Linked DNA regions of Sus scrofa: region 2 is linked to region 1. Evidence: chromatin contacts called from public Hi-C data. All regions are on one chromosome and are shown on one strand. The core of a region is the stretch at or near the end of the contact, and the rest is flanking DNA. Distances in the headings are between cores, read along the strand shown.

What was found. Hi-C and Micro-C count contacts between places; a contact is called where the count stands out from the background.
Region 2: a Hi-C map of fetal liver shows a contact between it and region 1, with 2.0 times the contacts expected there. The contact joins the promoter of LMO2 here to the enhancer-like site in region 1. A contact is called at or near these places in 1 of 5 promoter capture datasets (fetal liver), 8 of 47 Hi-C or Micro-C datasets (alveolar macrophages, blood, epiblast stem cells and 3 more) and 2 of 2 datasets of contacts at active chromatin or transcription factors (alveolar macrophages and skeletal muscle).

What each region holds. Positions count from the first base shown.
Region 1 is chr2:26,953,072-26,955,771 of Sscrofa11.1, reverse strand. LOC110259281 (a long non-coding RNA gene) reads left to right here. Exons shown (of 2, transcript XR_002341526.1): 2 at 2,258-2,404. Among named protein-coding and RNA genes, the nearest start is that of CAPRIN1, 79 kb to the right of the region's middle. Within about 2 kb of position 1,276, at least 7 of the 83 cell types and tissues checked have an H3K27ac peak or open chromatin away from gene starts, as enhancers often do. A contact at or near this core is called in alveolar macrophages and fetal liver, where this site is marked.
Region 2 is chr2:27,032,670-27,035,369 of Sscrofa11.1, reverse strand. It overlaps LMO2 (rhombotin-2), which reads right to left and starts at 1,446. Exons shown (of 5, transcript XM_005661026.2): 1 at 1,379-1,446.

The DNA.
Region 1 (2,700 bases), core at 27-2,526:
TGAGCGTGGATTCAGAGTCCACTGTCTGAGCCAGGGCGCCAAGAGCCAGCTTATCAGCCACCTGTTATTTTTGATGGAAGCAGAGGTGACCAGGACAAAGGAATGAGCTCAGGGAGGTCAGATGTCACTTAAACATGATGTCACCCGGGGCAATCAAGGCATTAGGGACCTCAGATTCTCTCAGAGGGGAATTCTAGAGGATTTTAACCAAGACTTAAACCAAGGCCCATCTTTGGAATTCTAGAGGATTTTCCCCAAGGCCTAAACTAAGGCTCCTGTAGGACTATCTTTGGTAGCCATCCAGGGAAGGGATGGTGCCACCTGGCACATGATCCCAGGTGCCCGTGGCTGATGAGTAAGTACAGGGTCAGCTATCAGATGATGCGCTGTGCTAACCTTCAAAACAGGAGGAAGGAAAGATGCTTCCGTGTGAGGCCAGCCCAGCTCCACTACTTTCTTTTTCCTTTGTTGTTGTTGTTTTTTTTTTTTTATTTTTAGGGCCACATCTGCAGCATATGGAGATTCCCAGGCTAGGGGTTGAACTGGAGCTGCAGCTGCCAGCCCGCCTATGCCACAGCCACAGTGATGCCAGATCCAAGCCTCATCTGGGACCTACACTGCAGCTCATAGAAACACCAGATCCTTAACCGGCTGATCAAGGCCAGGGATGTTACCCAGATCCTCATGGATACAAGTCAGGTTTATAACCCGCTGAGCCACAACAGGAACTCCCCAGCTCCCCTGCTTTCCATGTGACCTTGAACAGGGCCTCAGTTTCCCCATTTATGAAATGGGGCTGCTAACAGTATTGAGCACACAGGGCCGTCACGATGGTCAAATAGAACAACCAGGTAGAAAAATTCCTCCAGTACCTGGAAGCCCAAACCAGCTCCTCGGGACAATCAGTCTGGTGGCTGCGTTGTCATACCCAGGGTCTCTCTGAGGTCAAGAGAGGCTCCTTGACGCCAAAACCGGTTGAACAGAATTTGATGTTTTAATGGTTGAATCCCATCCGTGGAATTTTGTGACTATCTACCTGATTGCACTCATAGATGGTGGATACAGTGGAATTTGAGGCCTTTTTTGTGACCAAGGCCATTGCAAAACCACCCCCTCCCTCCTGACCCCCACGGACCCCCTCCAACCCCCGAGCACTCTCTGCTAATAGAGTGCCCTTCAGGAGTGCCTGGCCTTGGCCCCTCATCCCTTCTCCCCACTACCCTCCAGGCTGTGTAACATTTAATACCTGATCCCCAAGCATGAGGGGAAGCGGAAGAGAGGCCCACAGAGGCCATCACTCTGTGAAGGCACCGCCAAGCCCTCGCCGCCGAGAGGGGCCTCTGCTGCAGGAAGTGTTTTATTTCACAATTAGCCAAGGCAAAGAGAAACCTTTCTAGAATCTGTTTGTCCCTCAAGGCCACAGGGTTTAAACTTCTCCACCCACCCACCCACCACCCCCAGCCACGGCTCTGAATGAATGATAGGAGCCAATTATTCTGCCAATAGGTGCTGGCTCTGTTGGAATGGACTCCACCGAGCTCTTCGGCACTTTCTCCAAGGGCAGGGTGGGGTCTCTTGTCAAGGGCACCCAGAAGCCTCTTATATGACTCAGCAGAGATCCAGAGTTTTCCTAAATGTAGGGGCAGGGTGGGGGAAGGGAGGAGGAAGAGAGCCAATTACTGACTCCTCCTGGCCACAACCAACAGCTCATCCAAGATACTTGCAGCGTGGGTTTGGGGATCCTAGAACATGTATGAGAAGAAGGCACAGGAGAATCCAGCTCAGACCAAGCTGAATTAGGGGTGCAGGAACCCACTGGGGCAATTCCACATTTCCTATCTTGCGAGCTCCAGGTCCCAGCAGATCATTAAACGGACCTCAAGAGCTGGCCCTGGGGGTGCAAATTACAAAATAGAAGGGTTTCCCAGCCAGGCTTTGAAATAAACCACGAACAAATGCCCACAGACAAAAGGAAGCGCCTATCAGCCCTGGGCCAGCGAACAACCGGGGAGCTACAATGGCATAAACCAGCGGGGGTGGATGTGGCCAGTTTATATGCTTCTAACTCTTGCATCCTGTGAATTGTGAGCCCGGGAGCAATGTTTGTAGCCCATCGAACTAGAAAGGGATCGCCTACAGTGTTCCCAAGTTTGTCTTCTTTTTTATTTGTTATTATCGCCATCACCTTGACCTTCCCCGTCACCGTTGTTATGGTCACTATTAATCATTTTTATCATCATTCCTTGCCTGTGCACAGTCTCTCACCATTGACGGAGAACTTCTGCATCCACCCTGACAACTCGATCGTCACAGTAACTCTCTGAAGCGGACTGGGCAGTATTAGCATCCCTGTTTCCCCCATGGGTGAGCCAAGGCTGGTGGAAAGTAAATTGCTGGCCCTACGTCATGCTCAAGTTCCCATCTCTTGCAAGGATCATCCATTTATAAGACTACAACTTCATTCTGAGACTGACATCAAAGTATTTAACAACTGATAAGACATAGGTACTGACCAGTCAGGACAGACACTAGCTATAAACAATGGATGAATGTGGCCCTTCTGGTTCATGCAGCTGAACATCTCCAAGAGTTTGTTTGACCTGAGGATATTACTTTATTTTTTTATTTAAAAAAATTTGTTTTTTGTCTTTTTGCCATTTCCTGGGCCGCTCCCGTGGCATATGGGAGTTTCCCAGGCTA
Region 2 (2,700 bases), core at 197-2,696, 79 kb before region 1:
TAAAGATGTTACCCTAGGCTCACAGCTGTCCAACATGCAGAATTTTACCTGTCATCTCAGACAGCTCACAGGCTTCTCAGGTATCACCTATCGACCCATTTAACACCCCTAGTGTTATGGTGAAGCCAGTCCCCTGAGCTCTGAGACATTCCTCAGGTCCCCCAGGGCAACCCCTGCCCACTTGGACCTCTGACAGCAGTGCCGGTCCTTGACTTACAGAGGACCTGCTTTGCAGGAGCCCATCAGGCCCCAAGGATGGGGAAAGGGTGCAGTTGGTGATGATGCACAAAAACCTCCTAAAAGGGACCCAGTGCTCATAGAGATGGATACCTCTGCCCTGCCTCTGAGAAGCCAAGGCTTAGAGTGCAGCCGGCACAGGCTCCCTTTTGGGTGGTGATGGCAGGAGTGGCGGTGGGGGTGCTTTTCAGGTACGTAGAGCATCTCTCACACCCCCCTCAGGCCACAGCCCCTTGCCAAAGGCCCCCAGGATGCTCATGGACCAGCTCAGCTCCTCTCATGCTTTCAGCTACAGTACTTCCCATCACATTGCAGGAGGCCGCCTTGGGTCATATCTTGCAAAAGAAGCGCTATTAAAAACTATTCCATTTGTATTTCTTGCGTGGCTCTCCATCTGGAAATATCTTTTATCTGGCAACTTTTGCAAAGCGAACTGAATCTTGAAGGGGATCCTGGCAGGTTTATGCTGGCCTCTCTATCACTCCAAGAAGTCATTTCCATGCTAACCTTTAGCAGGGTCGAGTAATCGTGACTTGGTATCGGAAACAAGACAGGCATCAGACCCTGAGGCATCTTTTTAACCTTGAAAACATCCACTTGGAGGGCAAGAGCGAAATCTGGAAGATTATACACACTCCTGGCTCAAATGTGACTTCTTCAGGGAAGCAGCTCCCCCCCACACCGCTGCCCTTCCAGCCCCCCCTCCCCCCGTCTCTTGTGACTAAATTAGGACCTACCATTAGATGACCTCACTCCTAGATTTTTTAAATTGTTTTTTCCTTTTTCTTTTGCTTTTTTATTTCTCTAAGTATAGTTGATTTACAGTGTTGCGTTAGCTTCTGGTATACAGCAAAGTGATTCAGTGTTTGGTTTGGTTTTGTTCAGATCCTTTTCCATTATAGGTTATTACAAGATACGGAATAGAGTTCCCTGTGCTGTACAGGAGGTCCTTGTTGTTTTTCTGCTCACTCTCTGTTTGGATCACAATTTGTAAGTCTACCTGGTGTGGTTATTAATTGCTGCTTGGCTCCCCCCAGGACTCCAAGCTCCGTCTGCTTGGAATTGAATCCAAGCGCCTAGCCCAGCACGTAGTAAGGACCCAATAATTATTTATTGAAGGAAGGAATAAAACTCATCTTACCTGCCTCTCCACCAGGTACTTCAAGTCCAGGTTGAAAAATATCTTTCCAGAACCGCTGTTGCTGAAAGAAAATGAGAGGAACTCTCCGGCAGGCAGCTAGAAGTAGAATGGGGGGGCGGTGAAAAAAAGAGTTCTTTATCGTCAGTTAGAGGAATGTTTCCACAGGTCCCTGATAAACTAGGGACAAATACCCCCAGGCTCTCTGATAGCCTGAGTGTCCTTGATAGTGTGGCTGGGTGGGGCAGGCTGGGCTTTGGCATCAGGGCAAAGGGATGGATTCTAACGGTTTCTTCACTGGTTGAAAAGTCTGCTTCCTGCCCAACTTTTTTTTTTTTTTTTCTCTTCGTTATGTACCAGCTCAGCTTATATTGTGAAGAAGTGGCCCTGTTCCCCAAATGAGTGGAGGCCGGTAGACAGGAGCGGTGCTTATCGCTGCTGCCGGGCCTTTCAGTTGGATGGGCCGGGGGCTCTGAGAAGGGGAGTGTCCTGTTTGTGCCTCACCCTCTGCACATCTCACAGCCCTTTGGGTCTCAGAAATTCCCCCCTCCCAGCCCACCGACTTAGACGGGGCACGTAGCCAGGCTCCCATTTGATAGGGGAGCGTTATTAGGCCAACGTCCTTCCAAATCTGAATGCTGCCTAAACGAGAGAGCCATGGGGCCATCTTCATTGGACTCTGGCATTCATGTTCACAAGAAGCTCTCTCGAGAATTTACTTTTCAAGAAGAAGAGTTTTGTTGGGCAAAAATCAACTCAGAGGCTATATTCATTACCTACTAAGTGGTACTTTTGGGCTTTGTCTTTGGAGTAATTCCAACAGAAGATTGCAGTTAGGAGCAGATGGACCTGTGGTGGTACACAGTAGCTGCCTTTTATTGAGCACATACTATGTGCCAGGAATTTTATATGTTTTATCTTATTTAATCTTAATATAACCTTCTGAGGTGAGTAATAGTATTCTTCCAATTTCACAGATAAGGAAAATGAAGGTCACAGGAGTTCAATAACTTGCTTAGGGTCACCCAACTCCATAAGCATGGGAAATGGGATCTGCACCCAGGTCTTCTGACTCTGTATCCTCACCTTTTCTCACCACGTCGGTGTTTCCTTGCCTTCCCACATTCACTGTTGGCAGCACACAGTCTCAGGCCTGCACCGACGTCATGAGATCAACATACCTGGGGGCCTCAGAAAGTTCCTGGACATCCAATCTAAAGTCGCCCCCCCCCCGCCAGGCACTAACAGCACTATTTTATTTTCATCACTCTACTGATCACTCTCTGATGCTTTCTCATTTATGAATTTGCGTATAGTCTTTCTTC